Regions from separate parts of the Mus musculus genome. Here regions 1, 2, 3, 5, 6 and 7 are each linked to region 4. A link is a contact called in public Hi-C and promoter capture Hi-C data. All regions are on one chromosome and are shown on one strand. The core of a region is the stretch at or near the end of the contact, and the rest is flanking DNA. Distances in the headings are between cores, read along the strand shown. Region 1 holds the start of Irgq (immunity-related GTPase family, Q). Region 2 holds the start of Zfp146 (zinc finger protein 146). Region 3 holds the start of Syne4 (spectrin repeat containing, nuclear envelope family member 4). Region 4 holds the start of Shkbp1 (Sh3kbp1 binding protein 1). Region 5 holds the start of Cadm4 (cell adhesion molecule 4). Region 6 holds the start of Zfp428 (zinc finger protein 428). Region 7 holds the start of Capns1 (calpain, small subunit 1).

Region 1 (2,968 bases), core at 287-2,786, 2.8 Mb before region 4:
TACTTGGCATCGAATGCACCCAGTGCAGAGAACACTCAGTCAGGGTCACAGCTGTTATAAAGTAGATGTTATCATTTAAATTAAATTTCATTCAAGTCAAGTTTTCCCCTTTCGACAGCTAATTCCATAACTACCCCATGGAAGTGAGCTGTGATGCCCGTTTTGGTTTGTTTATTAAGACAAGATTTGTCTGTGTAGCCCTGGATGTCCTGGAACTTTCTCTATAGAGCAGGCTGGCTTCAAACTCAGTGAACGGCCTGCCTCTACCTCCTAAATTCGGGGATTAAAGGTGTGCTACCACCATAGCCCGTGTTGCACACGTTTGCTACGGGAAACTGAAGCATAGTCATATTGAAAGTCTAGGGGGAAAGTGGGACAAGAACCCTGGGGACTCATTCCAGGTAATGATATTGCCAGTCACACCCCACAACCCAATCTTCGCCTGGCAGCCCTTTATTCCTCTAAATGTCGTCCTGCTTCTGTTTGTGTGCCCAAATCAAGGGAAATAATTTTGATCATGAGAGGAGGTCATTCCTGGCAGGTAGTCACTGCGGCCACCTGTAGCAGGGCGGGGCGTCGAGATATGGAGGTCCCTTTAGTGTCTGTCACTCCTGCACCCAACCCCTCTTTCTGGCAGTACTCAAAGAGGTCGTCTCCTGGGCTGTCTGGACTCCATTCCTTGGGAGACGCTTGCCCTCTACAGTGTCTTCAGGGCGATGTTCTGATATGAAAGAGAGAGGGGGGGGGCGTGGCTGCCACCAACCTTAGTGGGCCTCGCTCTATTTTTTGACACTCACTGAACTCTAATGACACTCTCACTAGAAAAGCTTCAGCAGTCTCACATGGGAGACTCCTCGGGTTTGTGACACCTCGGTCTTCAAGCCCCTGTGTCCTCATCTTCACGAAACCGAATTCCCTCGAAGGTGGAACTCTTGGTCTTTCTTACCAGCCCCATCCTAGTTTCTCACGTGTCAACCATAACCCCCGCACAAGCAGTGGTGCTCACACTTGAGCCCGCCTTCTCCCAGGAGACATCCTTCTCTGACATTGATTACTGTTTCACCGTAGTCACCGCCGCCCGCGTTCACTAGTTCATTTCTGGATCACGCTGCTCCCATGCACTGCCTTCTGCTCTTAGTTCTTGATGGTCACGGACGCCTCTTGCTTTCCTCCCCGAAGACTGTCCCTTAGCTGCGCCTGACAGTTGGTCGCCACAGCTCTGCCACCGGACGAGAGCGGGATAGTTTTTCCTAGTCTCCAGACTCCAGTGATCTGTTGCACCACCATTGTCCCCGAGTCAGGTTCAAGGTTGCAGTCCGGCACTAATATAGTCACGGCAGGCAAGTCTTCGCAAGGGCAAGTGGAGAGGTCCTTTTCTGTACAGGGGTGCGTGATGATGACGTTGGTTGTGTGCTCCGTACAACGCTAAGCTTACTGCGTGGGCTCATCGCTTCCTGTCCCCCTTTGCCGTACAAACCCTGCACGTACTGCGCAGGCGTATTGGTTGCTGGTCTTGGTGGGGCACCGCCCCAAAACTTTCTGCGCACGCGCATGGGTTTTATTGTGCCTTTGCCCAAACAGCCTTAGCTAGAAAGAAGGAGCTGCCAAAAATTCTTCCTCTCCGCAGTGGCACTCCAAGACACACCGGTCTTGGAAGGAATGACGTCAGTATAGAGCCACCTGAAGGAGTCCGGATGTTTCTAAATCCGGACACTCCTGCCCCTTCAGCCTCCGTCAGCTCGTCTTAAGGGGCTGGGCCTCTGTGCTCTCCAGGCGTGTCACCTCTCTGATCGGTTGGTGATTTGGAATGGGGAGGGGAAAGACCATTCTCGAGTTTGGCAGTCAGGTTTTTGAGGGTTTTTGTTTTCCTTCTTCTGTTTCTTCTTTTTTAAATAGAGAAATGCATTCGTGTGGAGAATGGGCATATACCTGGCTCTCCCAGGAATAGGCCCTGGGGGTTGAGTTTCTAGGTCCTGCAGCGTGACACTGGAGAATGGAAGTAGAGGACAGGCTGGAGGACTGAAGCCTGGATCTACAGTGAATCAGTTAGGAGAGGGTGTTGATTGGTGTGGGGGAGTGCGACGCCTTTAATCTCAGCACTCTGGGAGACAGAGGGGAGAGGATCGATCTCTTGAATGTCAGGCCAGCCTGGTCTACGTAATGAGTTCAGGCCAGCCAGGGCTACACAGCGAGACGCTGTCTTAGAAAAGAAGCAAACAAAAAGTCTTACGTGCTCCCTGACCAATTTCTTTCCCCGCCTCTTGCTTTCCAGCAATGCCTCTGCCTCAGGGTGACGTGACTGCCTTATTCCTGGGGCCTCCCGGCTCGGGAAAGTCCGCCCTGATCGCCGCGTTATGCGGTAAGAATGTGGACACGGTAGAGATTCCCGATGGACGGCAGGACTCTGGAGTCCCCAGCCTGAGAGCTGCGGCTCCGGGCCTCTTCCTGGGTGAGCTGAGTTGCCCACCCGCAGCTCCCGGGCCCTGGGCGGCGGAGGCCAACTTGCTGGTATTGGTGCTACCAGGATCTGAGGGGAGCGAGGAGCCCTTGACCCCAGCTCTGGGAGAGGCAGCGCGAGCCGCCCTGGCTAGAGGAACCCCGCTGCTGGCTGTCCGGAATCTGCGCCCTGGAGATTCCCAGAATGCAGCTAAAGCCCGGGATGAGACTGCAGCCTTGTTGAACAGTGCTGGGTTAGGAGCTGCGCCTCTCTTTGTGCCGCCGGCGGATTGCAGCAGCAGTGACCGCTGCGAGGAGCTAGAGCGCCTGCAGGTGGTGCTGCGGACCCAGGCGGAGGCGCTGCAGAGGTGAGGGGACAGTTCGGGCTGGATGGGGTGGCCTTAGATCCAACTCAGCTACGGAGGTCTTTAAAGTTCTCGAGCCCTGTTCCTAGAGTGTTAGACGCAAGCTTTTCTTGGCTGCCCATTCGTCCATACCCTACTTATTTGCGTAGGACAGCACCCACCACACC
Region 2 (3,007 bases), core at 14-2,513, 2.8 Mb after region 4:
TTTTGTTTTTACAATGTATCAACTAGTGGCAGCTATTCATAAATTTGAAAGCTACCCACTTGCAAATCTTAATCAGGTACTGCTTAACTTTTACCATTAGGAGAAAAGCCAAAGCTGCGGATGTCTTTAATGACTGCCACAGCAGGGAGAAGTAGTTTTTCACATGTGCTACACAATTCACAGAACTGTACTCGTGAAGGAGTTATGACATCTACGATATAGCACAGTAATCACTAAGTTTTTTTCAAAAAACTAAAAACATGGACCAGTGAGAGAGCTTGGGGGGGGGGGTGTGCAAAGGCGCTTTGCTTCCAAGGCTGACAACCTGGATTCCGACCCTAAACCCACATGATGGAGGACAGAACCGACTGTGGCAAGCATGCCCACACAAATAAATGTATATATATATATATATATATATATATGCTTTAAATGAGGAACTGTGCCTAACCTAAATCTAAATTAGACCCCTTAATCCTGGGTTTTTAGTGAAATGACGCTCTTCAAACCGAAACTCGAATTTGCCTAACAGCTCTATTAAAGTACCTCAAAAATCAGAAATGAAGTCTATGGCTGGCACCCCCGGGACAAACAATTCCAAACCAAATGTTTCCTTAATTAAGCATGACAGAGTAATCTGTATTCTACCTCCATTCATAAACAACCGCGTTTTAGTACACAGATCGTCTTTTAAAATCTAAACATGTTTACTAAGGCTTTCTGCACATATCACGAAATGCATTTGCGTATAAAACTCACCATCAATAAATACAGTTTTAAAAGTATTTAACCCTTAGCTTCATCCCACCTTTCAAGTAATCAAATAAAACGGATGCTCTTCGGGAAGATGGCCCCGTTATAATTATCAGCACTTTCGACTCGGGAACTACCGCGCAGACGTGATACTTCAACATGGGTCTCCTCATTGCCTCGTGAAGCATAGCCACCCACAATCCTACACCCAGCTCCACACCCACTCAATCATTCCAAATAGTGGGTCAAACTTTGCAGTCAAATTCGGTCTCAAACGCTCAAGCTTTCCTCAGAGGCCCCCACCTCCGCCTTCACCAAGATCCAATGCTCTTCAGCCCACTCCCTGAACCCCGCGCTACACCTCCAAAGATCGGAAACACTGCCCTCCAACCTCCCGAACCCACCGACCCAGGACGCCCAGATCCCACCTCCTACTTTGGCGCCACGTGGACACGACGGCCGTGCTGACCCGCGGACAAAGACCAAAATGTCCACTCGCTGCCCCTGCGTCTGCGCACTCAGGGAGTGAGTGAGCACTCCCAGAAGTCTCCGCGACATCTCAGGGCTTGTTCACTGAAGCCTAGCCAGGCTGTTGTCTATTATCAGCAATACTGCTTTTACGACTTTGGACTACACTTCCCACAAGGCACTGCGGGTTGCTTATCCGTCTCCCACGCACAAACCTGGCCGCCTCTTGTGATTTGGGGTTTCTTAGAGTAGATTGTTGTCACTTGGACCCAAATAAGCTCACGCCTGGTAAGATGTTTGGAGTGGGGACTTCCTCTTTGGTACTTCACGGGCGGCGTCTCAATAATACACTGAGCCCAGACCCCAAGGTGAAAGGACACCATCTTTGTCCGGGGCTGATGTGGCTATGGACTACGTTTCCCAGAGTCCATAGCGAGCTGACATTGTAGCTCAACTTTGATGAAACCTTTACCTTTGGCTGAAGCAGGATGCGCGCGCCTTCTACTGAGACCCAAGGTAAATGGTCTGGGGAGTACTGAACGGGGGTGGGGAACAGGCGTGTCCTGAACGGGGTTGTGCACGCTGAAGCAGGACTGGGCTGCGGGATTCTAATTGTGGTTTTGATTGTGGTGGTGACCGGTTGTCAGTGCTTACAAGTAGTGTGCTGTTGTAATCACCTGTCTCCAAGGTGTATATCTGATTGTTGCTGTGCAAACATATGTGATGTTATGTGTTCCGGGATCTTGTGGTTGTGGAAGTGGTATCCCGTGGTCCTGTAGTGTGTTGTGTGCTCGATAACCTTTATTCCTGGGGTTGTGTGGATATAGTTGTAGCTGTGACTGTGTATCTCTGGGTTAAGTGACCTTGTGTAGTACTGTGTGCAGTGTTCTGTGTCCGTGGCTCTGCGTCGGCAGTGCGTGAGTATCCTTGTGTTCTTGGAGAGAAGGGAGAAAGAAGGAGGAGGACTTTGTGACAGTGTGTAATACTGTGTGTATGCGGGTGTGGACTATCTTTGCTAAAGAGTGACTGGCCCCTGAGTGAATGTTCAGTTATGGCTGGATGATGCAGAGTACTGTGCCTTCTGCGTGCCACCATGTGTGATTGTGACTATGTAAGGAGGACCTTTAGGGATGTTAGGGAAGTGATTGTACCACAGTGGCAAGCAAACTGACTGGGATGCCTAGGTGGGTAAAGTTCTTGTGGCACAAGTCAGTTGTCATACTGTGTTTGTAATTATCCTGTAATCCAAGCTCCTACAGAATTCAGAGACAAGCATTTCCAAAACCTCTCAGATGAACTAGCTGGGAGTGTGTAGCAGTGATCAGACTACAAGGTAGAAGGCTAGAACCAACACCCAAGACTCTACTCTGCCCTCCACAAAAATGGCATTGCACACACATACCTGAATATGTGCACACACACAAAGTTAAAAAAATTATTTCTAGGGCTGGAGAGATGACTCAGTGGTTAAGAGGACTGGCTGGACTTCCAGAGGACCAGGTTTCAGCACCCATGTGGCAGCTCACAGCTGTCTGTAACTCTTGTTCCAGGGGATCCGACTCCCTCATACAAGCATACATGCAGGCAAAACACCAATGTACATACAATAAAAATAAAATAAATTATTAAAAATTTGTTTCTTAGAAAGTGAAGAGTTGGTGTGTGGATGTTTTCATGTGACATATCTTGCAGCAGCCAAATGTAGTGGGTCTGTGACTACTGTTTTGGCCCCAGCAGGTGCCGTAAAGTTTGGGCAGATTCTGGCCCTGGACAATAGTGACCTCAG
Region 3 (3,121 bases), core at 82-2,581, 3.0 Mb after region 4:
TAATACCATTCCTGAGTAAAGCCTCCCTAACAGCCAGAGTCCCGGGATAGGCCATTCCCTTTAACCTCTGTATTAGAGCCTGACCCCAGCAGTGCACCCCCAGATTAGCTCTGCGTAAGTATCCCTAGGACTGCCCATGTCTGTCCCAGCCCCTCAGATGCCAGCTGAAGCTCCCACAATGTAGTAGCCCTTTATGTCTTAAAATGCAGCATAGGCCCTGTCTCCTCCCAAAGAACTGGACACACACACACACACACACACACACACACACACACACACACGGCGGGCCAATAGTCTTGTCCCCAGAACCTATAGATTACCACTCCTGAGGGCCTGCTGACCCTTGTCCCCTGACCAGCTACGGATGCCCGCTGACTTTTCACACACTCCCAAACTCTGGATATCCATTTACCATTATCAACTGATTCCCGCAGCCCAGGCCTCCTCAACGGCCCATCACCTCGCTGCTGGTGGAACCACGGAGCCTGCTGGTGCTCCGGGGCACAGCTTACACACGCCTGCTCCACGGCATCTCAGCTACCCGTGTGGATGAGCTGGACGCCACCTCGCTGCCACCCAATGCCACCGCTTGCAAGTCAGCGCTGCCCGGAGCCCACCTGGTGCGCGGCACCCGTGTCTCACTGACCATTCGCCGCGTGCCCCGTGTGCTGCGCGCCAGCCTCCTGCTGAGCAAGTGACCACCAGGTTCTAAGACCTTGGAACCCTAGGGCAGAGGTAGCTGTCCAGGGTTATTTATTTCCCCAGTAACTATGGAAACCATGGAGAAGACACCATTCCAAATAAACAGAAAATACCTTTACTCGTTTTGGATTTTTTTTTTTTTAACTAGATGGGAAGAGATACTTCAGTTTCTTTCTCTCTGCCCCCCCCTCCCCCTTCAATACTGGAGATAGAACCTAGGGCTTCTTGGATGCTAGACAAATGCTGTACCACTAAACTACAACCCAGGCAACAATTGCATTATTTTTTAGTTTTGCAATAGGGCTTCCATAAGTTGCCTAGGCTGGCCTTGAACTTGAGACCAGCTTGCCTGAGGTGACAGGCTTTAGCTGCCAGGTGCTGGGACTTTTTTTCAGTATCCTTATACCTGAGACTTTAAATGAATGGGACGGGCCCTGAGACACAGGTGTCCCTGAAGGTGACAGGATCCAAGGTCTTGAGATGGGTGACGTTTTCTCTCAAAGCCCCACGATGGCGAGCGGGTGGTATTGGAAGGTTTAGGTTCTCCTGCTGGGGAGGAAGGAGTTAAATGCCTCCGCACCTCAGCCAGGCATCAGATTTCTCTAGTCCAGGTTCTTCCAGGAAGGGGTGGAGCTAGGCTGGCCCCTGGGCCCCTCAGTAGCCTCGGACTTAGGCTGTGAGTCCTGCTGAGAAAGCATGGGGGTCTGGACTGTCTAAGAAAGCGGCTGCTGTTACTGGACATCCTCACCTGACGATCCCCAAGTGCACGGCCATGGCCCTGGTTCCACCTCTTGGCCGTGAATTCCCGCCAGAGCCTGTGAATTGTCCCCTGGCAGCTCCTAGAGAGCTGGATGTTGTCGGAGGGACCATCTGCCCTGCACCTGAGGAAGAGACAAGCAGGTGGGGACTGGGGCTTGATAGTGGTTCCGAAGGAGGGAGGGAGGGAGGGAGGGGTCTGTGGGAAGGGCCATGTGTGACTGACTGAAGAAGGACATGGAGAAAAGTGGGCATATGGTGAGGTGGAAAAGGAGACACTGTGCCTCACAGGTGGCCCATCAACCTTTCTCCTCTCTAGGCCAGAGCAGGTCCAGGCCTCCTTGGGCCTGCCTGAGCATTGCATGGGTGAACTGAAGAGCACTGAGTCTGCCACCAGCCCCTCAAGACTCCCCCTGGCCTCTTCCCATGAGCATCAAGACGGGGGCAAGCCCTGTGAGGTGAGCTGAGCACACCCTCTGTTCCAGTCCCACTTCCTGTCTGTCCCCCGGAATCTGCCCCTTGCTCAGATGATATGATTCTGGGGGGTGCTGTGGAGGAAGGGACACCGTAAGGACATCTGGTTGCCAATCAGTATTTCACTTATTTTTAATCGTTTTGTGTATTTACTCTGTGTGCCTAAGTGTGAGCAGGGATACAGGCACATCATGCGTGCCGGTGCCAGTGTCTCTCAGTCACTTTCCACTATGTGACAGAGTCTCCCATTGAACCTGGCTAGGGTGGCTGGTGAGTGAGCGCCACGAATCTGCCTCCAGTCACTGACCAGCCGGTGCCACATGCTTGGTTCTTTGAGCACTTGCTTGTACAGCAAACATTTTATCAACTGAGCCATCTCCCCGGTTCCCCCGACCTCCTTATTTGAGATATGCTTTCACTGTGTAGCTCAGGCTGCCCTTGAACTTTCAGTTCTCTTGCCTCAGAGAACTGGAGTTACATTTTATCATCTCCAAGCTGGACATATTTCCACGTTTTACCAAGTAGGAAATGAGAATTTTATTAATAACCCCATTCCTTTTGGGGGTACTCTGCTCCATTATCCTTCCTAGTTTAGACCCATATAAAGACCTTTCTAGAAGGCTCGGGAACCTGGAAATCTTAAATTAGATGTCTTCAGCCTTGGTGTAAAGGGCTGCCAAGTGGGAGCAGCCCAAATGTTGGTTCTCGAATGGGTGTGGCTTCAGAGAAACATCCACAAGGCAGCAGCCTGCTTGGGAGTAGGGGTAGTGTCTTGGCCCATTGGCCCTGATTTTGGTCCCCTGGAATCTCCAGCACTCTGACTCTGGTTTGGAAGTACTAGAAGCTGAACAGGACAGTCTACATCTTTGTCTGTTGAGGTTGAACTTCCGGCTGCAGGACCTGGAACGAGGCCTTGGGTCTTGGACGCTGGCCCACAACAGGATTGTCCAGATGCAGGTAGGCAGTGGGAGGCCAGGTTATAGGGGAGTGGGTAGAGTCCTTGGTATGGGTGTAAGCTTTCTTGAATAGAAAGTGGGTTTATTGCATATTCTGACTTCTGCACAGGACATGAAAGACAAAATAACTCCAGGTTCTGGGGTGGGGGTGGGGTCTGGTATCACTGTCGTATGTGAGAGTGTCTAGCCATGTGTTCCAGGCCCTGCAGGCAGAGCTACGAGGGGCCGCTGAG
Region 4 (3,281 bases), core at 11-2,510:
TTGGGCTTCATGGAGGAGGCTGGAACCATGGACACCCCTGGGTAATAGGGGAGATTTGGGTGTAAAAATCTAGGGCATAGGCATGAACAGCACATTGCAAGGAGAAAGGTATTGAAACTGCCCAGAGACTACCGAAGCCTGGCTAGTTTCAACCGGCGTAAAATTCTAGGGAGGTTGAGGGTGGGGTACACCTGCCAATCCAAGACATGGGAGATAAAGACTGGCCTGATCTGGATGGAGTTCTAGACAGCCAGGGCTACAGAGCAAGGCCTTATCTCAAGCCAACAAACAAATACATACTTTCTTTAAAATCTAGATAACAAGGATGAAGAATGGTGCAAATGTGTGGGCATATTTTAATGGAAGGAATATAACATGATCAATAATTCTAATAGAATGGAACACATTTACTTTTCGAGGAGAGATTTTATACAGTGGCAGAATTCACCCATTTACCCATACCAACCTGGGATCTAACTCTTTGGTCCGCAGGAAATTAAGGATGGGGGCAAAGACGGTGGGGTCCCGGTCGATGAAGATCTGCATGGTGGGGTGGGGATGGAGGTGGGGGTCATGGAAAAGACCTGGAATAAGTAGGAGCTCCTGTCCCCCATCCCACCCGGAGTCCCGTTTTTTGATCTAGCCCTACTCACAGCTCCGGTCTCATCTTTCAGGGTTGAGATGCGTCCGCTCAAAAGACTACAGGAAGGGGAAACCGAGGAGGAGACATGGGCCGAGTTGCAGAGGTGAGTATTGTAGAAATGGGTCTCCCCACACCCTCTTCTTTCATTCCCTCCTACCCTCGCCCCAGACTCTCCTAATCACCTGGAAAAGAAGGAGTCTGGGATCCAGGTAAGCGTCTGGCGAGAGGTACTGAACCTGGGCGATGGGGTAAGGAGAGGAAAGAGAAGAAGAGGTGAGGACGCTGCCTCCTCCACTGAGATTCATGCATTCTCCTTTGGCATTTCTTTCTTTCTTTCTTTCTTTTTTATTCAAGCGCCAAGCCTCCAGCTTGAGGCGGAGCAATTCTTGATGGACAGGGACTACCACCCCCACCCCCAGAAGAGGCGGGCATCCCGCCTCGGTCCCGTAGGATGGGGCCTCGAGGATCTCCCACACTCACCGCTTGCCCCCTACGTTCAGATGAATCACTTCCCCGGGTGCTCCCCGACTCGGGACCCCCTCCACTGCAGTCGTCGCGACGGCCATAGCCCCACCCCCCCGCAAGCCGGCCGGCTCGCACCCACTTCCGGGTGTGCATAGACCCCGCCTCTTCCTCTTGCTCATTGGCCTAGAGACTCCAGGATCCACCGGCGATTGGACAGAGAGCTCGCTCAACGCAATTACGGTCTCTGACTCTTTAAAGAGGGCCGGTCTTTCCTGGTTTCGACGGGGCGCACTTGGGGATCCTTTGGAGTGATTTAGTAACTCCCCCCCCCCTTTTCTAGGTTCCCTTATTTTGGTATAATACATAACGAATGTAGGCGATTCGTTGAGGAGTACGTGCGCAGATCTTGAAATGAGCCTATACCAAGGCTTAGGTATTTGTAGAGTCTAGGAGACTGCCTTCTCGACCTCGTCCCCACACCGGCCCACCCTCCAATCCTGTCTCGGATACACGAACAAACCAGCGAAGACTGTCAAAGCCAAAGGGTTTATTATAGGTACATACAGTGTGCGCCTGCCACACCGCCCCGCACCCCCTGCCTTGGCAGCGTCTCCAAGCAGCCACGGGGGTTGCCTGTAACCCTGATTCCCTCCGTCCCAGGGAGGTGCTCCAGCCAGAAGCATGCAGGGGGAGGGCTTTCCCACCCCCTCCCCCTCGGGAAGTGGCATTTACAGCTAGAATCGGGGAGGAGAGAGGAAGACAGTTTTGAACTTTGACTCCCCTCCTATTAAAAGCCTTCGCGGATGCGGGGCGGGGGGAAGGAGGGGGGGTCTACGTTTTTGCAAAAATAAACTAAGTCAGGAATTAACCGCATGGCTCTGAGATGGCGGAGTACAGGGGCTAAGGGCCCCTGTCCTCCCTCTTCCCAGACAGATCAAGGCAGCATTGGAAGTGAGGTAAAGGCAGGGAGGGAGTGTGTCCCCTCCCCACCCCCTAGCACCCTGGATGGTCCAGGGGACCTCACCAGCGCCCCCGTTGTCCATCCTTAGGGCGGAGAGGAGGCCAACAAATCACCACCTCCTAGATCCCTCGCCACTCCAGCTTCTTGGGGCAGGATCTGACGATTGGGCAGGGAGCTTGGCTCAACTGGCTCCCTGCCCGGCCCCACCAAGCTCAGTTATTGCATAAAAAGAATGGAGCCCCAGCACCTGGGGTGGGGTTGGCGAGCGGGAAGGGACCGAGATATGGCTATAGGGACAGCAATCCCCTACCACCACCTCTTGGAGTGCAGAAGTCCCTTCTATTTCAGGCCCACAGTGGCACATCCGCAGTCATTCCGGCCCTTGCGGATGAGAAGTTGTCTTTGTGTCCACAGTGCAGAGAGGAGGGGCAAGGAGACTTGTCAGACTCCAAGGTGGGGGAAAGGGTACCTGGAATCACTTCCGGCGCCCGCTGGCCCTACGCTCCCCGCCCTCACGCTTGGGGTTGCCCTCATCTGTGGATGATGTGGTAGGTAGTGTCTGACCCCATCGGGCGATCTCGGCGTGTTCTGCCACGGAGTTAGCCACAGCCTCCAGCCAGCCGTTCATCTCCTCCTGACGGAAGACGCAGGACAAGTCCATATTTGGAAGAGGAACTCAACCACACCGCCCTCCCTAGCTTCACTTTCCTGTTAGCAGGATAATGCTGACAGTAAGGATAAAAGAACAGTTACATGCCCCAGACTCCTCTCTAAGCACTTCTGTGGATGCACCCCCTTAAACAGAACCAATAGGATTATCTATAAAGCAGAGACCACCTCCACAAGCAGAGAGAAACAATGCAAATGAAGTACTGGGGGGGGGGGGGAGCTTGCAGAGACCTGACACCAGGCCTCTTGCTCATTGGTCCAACTTACTTCCTCTTTACAAAAGCCTTGAGATAAGTCATTTTGGAACCGCAAGAGGACCGGGTAAACAAAGGTATGCTGGAGCCTAATGAACAGTGAGTGCTTCCTCCCTCAGGAGGAAGGAGAGTGCTGACTCAGGAAGGCTGTCCTCTGCACCCAAGGCACAGCACATGGGTGACAATACGCATATCCATCAACACACACACACACACACACACAAATAAAATGTACTGGGGCAGGGTGGTGGAGCACCCCTTTAATCCCAGCACTTAGGAGAAAGAGGCA
Region 5 (3,263 bases), core at 451-2,950, 2.9 Mb before region 4:
TTCTGTCTCCCGCCACGTGACACCCTGAGGACTCTCAACAAAAAGGCCCTCGGCAGATGCAGTTCCCGAGAGCTTGCCAAAGTAAAGCTTCCTTCAGAACTCATCCAATCTCTGTCACCAAGTTACTGGCAACAAAAAACCGGTTAATAGACCCTGAACAAGTATTCCCGAAACAGTCTCTCACCTCGCTCGCATCACAGAGATGAGCGGCTTTGTACTCCGTCCCCTAATCTACGTGGTGAGCCGAGAATTGGGAAGAAATGCAGCTGCTCACAGCTGTGGGTGGATATGGAGCTACGGTAGAGAACAGAGAGGCTGCTGGGAGCCTTGGTCCTTGAAACAAGATGCTAGGAGTTTTGGTCCTGACATAAGAGTTGATGAATTTGGGACTAAAGACAGAGAGGATGCTGGGAGCTAGGCACTGGACAGGAAGTGTGTCATGTGATGATGACCCTTGGTTGACCTGGATATACAACAGTTTAGAAGTGATGGAGAGAAAATAAAAAGCCGAGCTTTTCAGAATGGGCATATGTTGACCCAGTTTACCTGCTGTCCCTGAGTCCTGTGAGAGGCAGAGGCCACCAGCACCTCACTTTCTTCCTCTTCTTGGTCCTATGAGTCATAAGCCTGCTCCAGGCCTTCAGGTGGCCACAGGGGTGGGTTCAGGGGAACCCACACCCAAGAAGAAAAAAGAGAGCAAAGTTTGGAGGGATGAGTCAGCCCCCCAGGATGAGGAACAGAACCTGAAAGGCAGAGTCACACAGACAGACTTGACTGGACAGTGTGGGAAAGAGTACAGCGTCTGGATGCCATACCTGGAAGATTGCCCCAGGCAGGGGCTTCGCTCTCCCCAGGGCCTAGGGTTAAGACTTCCTTCCAGTCTGGTTAGCTTTCTGGAGGCCCCTCCCAGGGAAAGAAGACTGAAACTTGGCGAGTCATGGTCAGGACTAGAGGGAGGGAGCGGACACTATTCTATGCCCTGCCCAAAGAAGTCCATACCTGCTCAGCCACCCGCTGCTGCCCAGCCTCTCAGTCTTTCCCTGCCCACATTCACTGTGGCATCATCACACTCCTCTCCCCCAAAGCTCACACTCACAGCACACGCCAGCACCCCGCACCTTCGCGCGCTTCCGAGCATCGCCCTCTCGCGCATCTCCCAAGCATCTCCCACGCACCCCCTATGGGTTTCCCAAGCAGCTTCTGCACAACCCCCGTGCATCTTCCCCGCATCTCCCGTGTGTCTTCTATACATTCCCCCGTGCATCTCCCGCGCCTCTCCCACGCATCTCTCGTGCATCTTCCGCGCACACTCCGGTGCATCTCCTGCGCATCTTCCCCGTGTCTCCCGTGCAGCGTCCTCTAGGGAGCTCCGCTAGTCCAGGCTACGCCTGCGCGCACACGCACGCACACCTTTGCACCTTCACACGACCCTCACGACCTTCCGCTCTCCCAAGTCCTCCCCCACTGGCTCCCACGACGCCGTCACGCTCACGCCCTGCCCTCGCGCCCGGGTCCGCATGCTGTCCTGCTCTCCCACCCCCGTGCGCGCCCTTCCGCGCTCCCGTCCTCCCTCTCCCCGCATTGTCTGGGCCCCTCTGTCCCCGTCCGGTCCCCGCCCCTTAGCTGACGCCACGCCCACCAAGGCGCGCAGTGGGCGGAGCAGAGGGCGGGACTGGACTCGGGGGCGGGGTCGACGGCGCGGGAGGTGCAGGTGCCGGGCCGGGAGCGAGCGGCGGCGGCGGTGGCGGCGGCGGTGGCGGCGGCGGCGGCGGCACCATGGGCCGGGCCCGGCGCTTCCAGTGGCCGCTGCTGCTGCTGTGGGCGGCCGCGGCGGGGCCAGGTAGGGTGACGGAGGTGGGGGCCGGGTCGGTGGGCTGGATCGGGGTGACGAGGGAGGTGTGCGTATTGCGGTCGGGTTGGGGAGGGGGTCTCGTCGCTGTGACAGCTGGGTCGCCTGGGGGCCTGCAGAGGCCGGAACAATGCGCTGCGTGGGGGGGGGGGGCTGCGGGAGACCCTCGTCCCCGGGACAAAGCGCAGCGCGGGCCAGGAGCCCAGAGCCGCGGGCAGGGGAGGGGGGACGCGGGCCCCGGCCGCCGTGCCGCAGCCCCCCCACCCCGCACAGGCCCCGATCCCGCGGGGACAAAGGGCCCGAGACCCTCCCTCCCCCTATGTCCCCAAGCCCTCCTTCTCCAGGCCGGTCCCACTGTCCTTCGGTCCTAGTCTTTAGATCTCTCTCTCTCTCTCTCTCTCTCTCTCTCTCTCTCATTTTCCCCCAGCCCTTGTCCTCTGTCCCTCAGTCTTCAAGTCCTGTCCTTCCTTCCCTCTGTCCTCCTTTCTCCTTGTTTCCCCCTTCCCGTTTCTCCACGCCGCCTTTGTCCCCCACCTCTGTCCCTTTTTCCTGGGTCACTCTGCCTGCCCCCCATCCTCTATTCACTCTGCCGCCTCCTGTGCTGCTGTCGTCCCTCTATGTCCCCATTCACCATCTCTCTCCCCGTCTCCTTGACATCCTGTATCTCTTCCCTTCTCTGTCCCCTATCATTCTCCCATTTCTCTAGCAGCCTCTGTTGCCTAGCTGCCTCCTTTCTCCTCTCTACCCCACTGTCTCCCTCTCCCCCAAATCTGCTTCCTCTCTCCATGCATCCTCCATCCTCCTTTTCCCATCTCTGTATCCCTCCTCGCTCCTGGAGAAGAGTGGTGTCAGGCAGGGCAGTGACAGTATAGATGTGTGAAGTGGCATATAGGGAACATTGGCATGTGAGCACACACGTGGATTCCACAAATGTCTCCCCCAAACCCTCCCACCCGTTCACACATCCAAGCCACACTTCACAGAAGAGCCCCCTCCAGGACATCCACATGTCTTTCTCACTCACTATGGGAATCTGGAGGACCCCCCAGCCCCCACCCAAGACACGGTGACCCTGAGGCTGGGGACAAGGTCAGGAAATGTCACCTGAATGCTCACACTTAGAACCCTGTGTTTCTTATATCCACCATGGGACACTCCCCTGCGGTGGGTCAAGTTACTTTGCCCAGGAATCCATCATGGGGAGGCTGCTGGTGAGCAAAGGCAGGGCTGAGGTCTCCTATAGGGAGTTGAGAATTGGGACCAGGTGGCCCAGCCCTCTTTCCTGGCTCCAGTTCTATCCAGTGAGAGTGTTGAACCGGATCCATGTCTGACAATGTGAGGGAGCTTCTAAGTTGAGTGCTGCCACACCTGCCACCCCAAGCAAGGGTTGCCGCTGAGGACAAGGCTGGGGGCA
Region 6 (2,985 bases), core at 89-2,588, 2.8 Mb before region 4:
ATCTGCAGGAGCTGTATCATCAAGGAAGGCCCTTCGGATTGGCATCAATACCAGGAGAGAGTGAGCTCGGAGCAGCAGGGACAAAGGGTTTTCCCGATGAATCGAAAGGCAAGATCAAAGCCTGAGACAGCAAAGGGATTACTGTGTTTGAAGTGCTGGGGATATGGACCAGATAAAACGGTGGGTGGGTCCAGAAGAGGCGTCAGGGACACAAGTTTGACTGGGAGACCAGGTGTGGGAGGTGCATACCTGCCACCCCAGCCTTTGGGAAGCTGAGGCAGGAGAACTGCAGGGAGTTGACGAAAACCACCCGGAGCTAGAGTGAGTTCCAGAATACACAAGGAGACTCTCAGAAACAAAGCAAAACACAACTATTCCTTTTCTGTGGTGTAATGGGACTCTAGAGTTTTAAATTGCTAGTGATAAAAGCATTCGGGAAGGAGAGGGCTGTAGGGATGGCTACAAATAGTCAGCATGAAGTTATGGCCCTTTAAAATTACCCACAGGAGCTGGGCTGGCTGCCATATGCCTGTAATCTCAACATTCAAGAGGTAGCGTTCAAGGTCATTTTCTTCGACCCAGGTGTTGGAGGCTAGCCTGAGCTACATGAGACTCTGCCTCAAAAAAGAAAAAAAAAAGAAAGAAAAGAAAGAAAAACAAAAAAAGAAATAAAAAAGCAAACACCTATAGCAGACTTTCTAATTGTGCTCCACGGAAAAGCTGCCTTGACTCCCTCTAAGAATGCAAGCACTACTTTGCCTCTGGAAATTTGCATCAGCTATTCCCTCTGCTTTTTGGCATTCTACTTGGCTCCAGTTCAGACCTGGCTTAAAAATCAGCCCTTGGAAGCCCTTGCAGAACCTCGAGCTGGGGCAGGCGTTTCTGGCATCCACGGCCTCCTGCCGTCTACCTCTCTCTCTTCCAGGTCTTGACAGTTCTAAGTATTTGTCTAATCAAATGTGGTTCGTTTTCCTTAGACTGGGGGTTCAGATCTCTCGCAACGCAGAAACCACGTGCTGTCCAGGAATTTATCCTAGGTGACAGGGACGTGAACGGGGTCCCAGACCTTCGGTAGTTTCGGGACAAGGTTGCCAGCCCACCACGATTAAGTCTGCAGTCCCCTACACGCATGCGCTTTATTTTTCCAGGTGCCCCCCCCCTCCCCATCCATATGCTAATCACTGCGCTCTGAAGAACAGCCTCTCCCGGGAATATGCAAATCACATCCTCCAGTGCGGGAGGCCTTCCTTTGTCCCGCGCTAGGATTATGCAAATGAGCGAGCCTCCAGCCCGGGGGATCCGGGCCGAGTATTTAGGCCCCCACTCTCCCCCCTCATTCCAAGGCATCCACTATTTATAAGGCGCGTTCGCTCTACCGCGCACGCACGCACGCGCGATTCTTAAAGCTTCTTCACCCTTCGGGCCGCAGACTGTACCAAGTCTAGCGGGGCCGTGAGCGGCAGAGCCCGCCACCCCCGCCGGCGTGAGCTCTACAGCCTTCGCCATCCTCTGAGCCCCTCTTCCCATCGACCTCCGGGAATGGTCCATCTGACCGCGCACGCGCCCCTCGCTCGCCCCTCGCTCGTTCGCCCGTTCGCTCGCCCGCTCGCCTAGCCTCCCGAAACGCAGGCGCAGTGCCCGGGCGTGCAGCCGCCACCGCCGAGCCTGATCCGGGGCCGCCGGCGTCGGTGAGTGTCCGAGCTTGGGGGGGGCCGCGGGGCATGCTGGGAAGCGGGCGATACAGCCCCGCTGCATGACGGGAGCCCGCGGCCGCTTGGCCGAGTGACCGGCCCGGGAGTCCCTTGCTTTCCCCAGCACGCGGCTCGGGACCCAGCACAGCTTCGCCTCGAGGCATTGTGGGAGCCCGTGGGCCAGGCGTTCTGGGCCTGGGGCATTCTGGGAAGGGCCTGGGCTCCTGGAGGGGACTTTTTTTTTTTTTTTTTTTTTTTTTTTCGTCGCACACGCCTTCTGTGAGAAGCCCCGGGGCAAGGAGCGTTTGGGTGCCTGGTGGTCGTTAAAGGCCCGAGGCATCGTGGGACGCTGTCACGGGGCATTGTGGGAGCTGATCTTTATTGTTTGGTACCGGGGTTTGTCCGAGTCCCAGTCCTACCTAGCGTTGTGCGGAAAGGTATCTATTGTGTTCACTCACGCACTGTGAGGCGTATGTGTGGGTGGGGTCCTGGCCACTCTGCTTTTGAGGGAACTGAGGCATACGGTTTCATGTAGCTGGGTTTTGGACCCACAATATCGCGGAGTACAACCTAGAATTTATAATTTACCAAGTGCTGAGTTCGCAGAGGTGCATCACCACGCCCAGCTGGCTTCCACCTGTCCTAATGCTTCCACTTGATATCCGGAACGTTCTGGAAGAAGCTTTATATAATGTGGGTTTGGAGAGGGATGGCTGTCCCCAAGTAAACCCCCAAGAAAAGTCCTAACAATCCTTGCTGTGATGGTCAAGTAGAATAATAGTTAAAGCCCAGTGTGGTGTCACGCGCCTATAATTCCTGCTGGGGCAGGAGGATTCGCTATTCTAGACCTGTTTTTTTTTTTTTTTTTTTTTTCCTTTTGGGGAGGGCATCAGATCTCAAAAAAAGAAGGGGGAGTGGGTTTATGGAATGGCTAATCCTAGGTATTGTTGCATGGAACACATATATTAAATATTTAAAATAGAAACAACCAGTTGTCCTCAGTTTTTCTTTGCTGAATGGTGCGAGTTTTTCCAAAAATAATGTATTACTACAGAATTAGAGGGGCCCAACATCTGATGATTAATCATGAGAGCTCTTCCTTGCCAGTCACTATTTCTCGGTCCTTCAAAGGCCTGATCCAGTATCTAGGTGTCTTTAGTAAATTCCCTATCCAATGATGCCACCTCCTCCTCTTGCTCCAGCCGCATTCCTCCAACAGCAAATTTGACATTTGGGCTTTGAACAGTGTGCTTTCTACCATTGTTTGTGCCCCCAGGCCCTAAATTCAGGCTTT
Region 7 (2,909 bases), core at 276-2,775, 2.8 Mb after region 4:
CAATCCTATAGAATTGCACCTTCCCCAAACACAGAAGAGCCCCTATCCCCAAGAAACTGCATCCTATTTGTTGACCCACAGAAGCAGGTTTACTAATCCTGGTACTAAAAAGTGACACCAGCCTCGCTAGAATCCCCTTAGGGCCAGTTTTCCGGTATGGATCAGCCCAGACTAATTAAGAATTCTCAGGTCGGACTCTAAGTGAGTCTTTATTATTTGGCCCGCCCCGCCCCTTCAGGCCCCGCCTTACCTGATGGCGCTAATGACTCCGCCCAGGATGCGCATGGCAGTTCCACCGCCTCCGCCACCTCCTCCCAGTCCCATGCCTCCACCGCCACCGCCGCCGCCGCCAGCAGCTCCGCTGATCAGGCCTCCGAGCACATTCCCCAGGCCCCCGCCCAGACCCCCGCCTCCCCCACCGCCACCGCCGCCCTTCAAGAACGAATTCACCAAGAACATGATCGCAGCTGAGTCCTGTAAAGTAAAAGGGGTGGGTCGGGTAGTGGCCTTGCCAGGAGCCCAGCCCTTCCCGCAAAAAAAAAAAAAAAAAAAAAAAAAAAAGCAAGCATTTCCGGCAACTAGATTGGGGAGGAAACTAAGGCCTCGAGATGGGGACAGAGCCTCTAGCTAGGGGTCTGGACAGGTGATAGGAGATGTGAAACCTCCTAGGGTCTAGAAAGTACCCTGGCCCAGGCTTGACTGCATATATATAGGCATGAGGACAGGGGTACAGCTGGGCGTGCGTGGTAGCGCTCTACTGTAATCCCAGAAATTGGGAGGCTGAGGCTGGAGGACCAGTTCAAGGCCAGCCTCGGCTACAGCGCCTGCCTGCTTTACCCTGTCTTGAGGCAGCGGGAAAACAGGGGATTCTCGTGTAGAAACCCTAAGGTGTGTAAAACCGAACGTGTCTCAGATCCAGGCCTTCCAAAATTAAGCTCAGGGTAGGGATGACCCAGGGCTGACCAGGAAGTTCCTAATGTGGATTAAGACATTCAGATACTCTCGACAGAGGGACTACACTGTCACTACGGGATCTGTGGGCTCCGGCCAAAAATTATGGCTGTGCGCCCGGAGGATCCTGGATAACGGAGTTCTTCCCACCGCAAATGGGAACCACGATCTCGGATTGTGGTTCTAGACGCCCAAAATAATTTCCGGGTATCTCTCTGATCTTTGGGCTTATATTTTTTGGTCGTCAGATCCGGGATGGTAAGGAGTGTTCTGGAGGGGCTGACAGGCCCGATGGTTCGAATCTGAGAACACCGGTCCTAGGACCCCCCAAGGGCCAAGACTTTAGGGTCTCGCCAGATCTGAGGACTACGGATTCCGGATCTACAGGGTGCAGGGGTGCTGGACTGGAGTGTCCCGTCTCACTTACGGATCCGGCGGTCCGCGGTCTTGCTCGCCTGCTGCAGGGCCTCCGCTGTGTCCGGTTCGGGAGGGCGGGGCCGGTGACTCAGGCAGCTACTCCGGGTTAGACCCTGCCGCCACCCAGCCGTCGTCTGCGCGGTCCTAGAGCCTCCATTGCAGACTGCGCCTGCGCGGGAGGGTTATGGTTGCAAGTCTCTGCTTAGCTCATCCGTCCCCATACACACACTGCTGGAAATTCAACGCTGTCCAGATTAAATAGCTTTGAGTACGAATAAATTATTCTAACGCCCAGGTACTGGAGCCTCCAGGAACTAGATACAGGGTACCCGGTCACCGTTGCAGTATATAGTTGCAAAAAAGGACTTCAGTTGTCATTCATTCATTCATTCATTGTGCACTTTGAGACAGAGGTTTGTTAAACATCCTCTAAATGATGACCTAAAGCCCTAGCTAACCTCGAACTTGAAACAATCCTCCTGCTTCTGTTTCCCGAATGCTAGGAATCTACATCTTAAGTTTACCATCAGTTTGTGCCTCTCACCCAGGTCGCTGTTGGGCTTCTAGTCTGGCTGTCTGGCCACTCCCTAGGAACTATATAAACCTCGGTTTGAGTCTTTATTGCTCATCCCTAAAACAGTGACCTGGTGTCTCTGAGTAATGACCTCCTCATGTGTAAGGCGGGAACATAGCCAGGCGTGATGACACACACCTGTAAAACCAGCACTGGGAGGTGAGGGCAGGCAGCCATTCTCAGTACATAACAAGTTTGTGACCGGCTTGGGCTACATGAGACCCTAGAGGACACTAGGGTAAGCCCCTATCAGAATTAAGTGATAAATACATAGTAAATGGCAGCTCTTCTGTTAGTCCCTATGTCGCCATGTTGTTCCCTCAGCTGGGAGCTCACCTGGTTCCCTTAGCTCGTTTACTCTTGCTCATCCTTAAACAACATCGACAAATACCTGCCGGTCCCTAAATACTCTCCACTCACTAGGTTGTGTGTCCTCGAAGCAGGCCTGTGGGATAGGTCTGTTATTGTCCCCATTCTATGTATAAGTAAACTGAGGTTAAACAACCAGTCTGCTTTACCTGTTCAAAGAATCTCCGATAACTTAATATGATAATCAGTCAAATAAGATCTCAGCAGACAAGACCGTAATTGCACTAACGCCACCTAAGGGCTTGCTGGGACCAGGCCAGGTAATCATTGCTCAAACCTGTGTGTGTGTGTGTGTGTGTGTGTGTGTGTGTGTGTGTGTGTGTGTGTGTGAAGCAAGATTTAACCTGTCGAAACCGGAAACTCTAAAAGGCGGGAGCACAGAGGGTGGCGACCCAGGCCTAAGCCTTAGCGGATAAATCATTTGGTGATGACTAATGTGGATTCCCTCTCTGCCACACCCCTCCCTGCCACACTGAGCAGTCTGACCTCAGGCTCAACTCGCTGGCATAAGCCCTGTCCTCTGCCTACAAATACTCCTGTGTTTGGACTTGACTGTCTGTGTCCTCCACTTTGGACCAGAGCTCAGACATCTCTCATT

The links. Promoter capture Hi-C pulls out the DNA fragments that hold promoters and counts their contacts. Hi-C and Micro-C count contacts between places; a contact is called where the count stands out from the background. Capture Hi-C pulls out chosen DNA fragments and counts their contacts.
Region 1: a contact with region 4 is called in a Hi-C map of B cells, with 7 read pairs. The contact joins the promoter of Irgq here to the promoter of Shkbp1 in region 4. A contact is called at or near these places in 2 of 39 promoter capture datasets (cranial neural crest and pre-B cells), 1 of 484 Hi-C or Micro-C datasets (B cells), 1 of 115 datasets of contacts at active chromatin or transcription factors (embryonic stem cells) and 1 of 9 other capture datasets (liver).
Region 2: a contact with region 4 is called in a promoter capture Hi-C map of liver, with 4 times the contacts expected there. The contact joins the promoter of Zfp146 here to the promoter of Shkbp1 in region 4. A contact is called at or near these places in 6 of 39 promoter capture datasets (the C10 cell line, cranial neural crest, hippocampal neurons and 2 more).
Region 3: a promoter capture Hi-C map of adipose tissue shows a contact between it and region 4, with 2.3 times the contacts expected there. The contact joins the promoter of Syne4 here to the promoter of Shkbp1 in region 4. A contact is called at or near these places in 5 of 39 promoter capture datasets (cranial neural crest, hippocampal neurons, liver and 1 more) and 1 of 9 other capture datasets (adipose tissue).
Region 5: a contact with region 4 is called in a promoter capture Hi-C map of pre-B cells. The contact joins the promoter of Cadm4 here to the promoter of Shkbp1 in region 4. A contact is called at or near these places in 6 of 39 promoter capture datasets (cranial neural crest, hematopoietic stem and progenitor cells, hippocampal neurons and 3 more) and 1 of 9 other capture datasets (liver).
Region 6: a promoter capture Hi-C map of second pharyngeal arch cranial neural crest shows a contact between it and region 4. The contact joins the promoter of Zfp428 here to the promoter of Shkbp1 in region 4. A contact is called at or near these places in 2 of 39 promoter capture datasets (cranial neural crest and second pharyngeal arch cranial neural crest).
Region 7: a contact with region 4 is called in a promoter capture Hi-C map of liver, with 2.5 times the contacts expected there. The contact joins the promoter of Capns1 here to the promoter of Shkbp1 in region 4. A contact is called at or near these places in 5 of 39 promoter capture datasets (cranial neural crest, hippocampal neurons, liver and 1 more), 1 of 115 datasets of contacts at active chromatin or transcription factors (large pre-B cells) and 2 of 9 other capture datasets (adipose tissue and liver).

Annotation. Positions count from the first base shown.
Region 1 is chr7:24,529,112-24,532,079 of GRCm38.p6, forward strand. It overlaps Irgq (immunity-related GTPase family, Q), which reads left to right and starts at 1,537. Exons shown (of 3, transcript NM_153134.3): 1 at 1,537-1,793; 2 at 2,273-2,804. The coding sequence starts at 2,275.
Region 2 is chr7:30,168,478-30,171,484 of GRCm38.p6, forward strand. Zfp146 (zinc finger protein 146) reads right to left here and starts at 1,264. Exons shown (of 2, transcript NM_011980.4): 1 at 1,182-1,264. Gm5113 (predicted gene 5113) reads left to right here and starts at 1,398. Exons shown (of 3, transcript NR_157376.1): 1 at 1,398-1,737.
Region 3 is chr7:30,313,485-30,316,605 of GRCm38.p6, forward strand. It overlaps Syne4 (spectrin repeat containing, nuclear envelope family member 4), which reads left to right and starts at 1,332. Exons shown (of 8, transcript NM_153577.2): 1 at 1,332-1,602; 2 at 1,778-1,916; 3 at 2,746-2,889; 4 at 3,089-3,121. The coding sequence starts at 1,475. Alkbh6 (alkB homolog 6) reads left to right here. Exons shown (of 7, transcript NM_198027.3): 7 at 435-819. The coding sequence ends at 698.
Region 4 is chr7:27,354,748-27,358,028 of GRCm38.p6, forward strand. Shkbp1 (Sh3kbp1 binding protein 1) reads right to left here and starts at 1,261. Exons shown (of 18, transcript NM_138676.2): 1 at 1,124-1,261; 2 at 826-879; 3 at 654-699; 4 at 467-540; 5 at 1-37. The coding sequence starts at 1,209. It overlaps Sptbn4 (spectrin beta, non-erythrocytic 4), which reads right to left. Exons shown (of 36, transcript NM_032610.2): 36 at 1,636-2,703. The coding sequence ends at 2,545.
Region 5 is chr7:24,480,323-24,483,585 of GRCm38.p6, forward strand. Cadm4 (cell adhesion molecule 4) reads left to right here and starts at 1,701. Exons shown (of 9, transcript NM_153112.3): 1 at 1,701-1,840. The coding sequence starts at 1,777.
Region 6 is chr7:24,505,749-24,508,733 of GRCm38.p6, forward strand. It overlaps Zfp428 (zinc finger protein 428), which reads left to right and starts at 1,339. Exons shown (of 3, transcript NM_146183.2): 1 at 1,339-1,688.
Region 7 is chr7:30,193,628-30,196,536 of GRCm38.p6, forward strand. Capns1 (calpain, small subunit 1) reads right to left here and starts at 1,526. Exons shown (of 11, transcript NM_009795.4): 1 at 1,379-1,526; 2 at 251-474. The coding sequence starts at 459.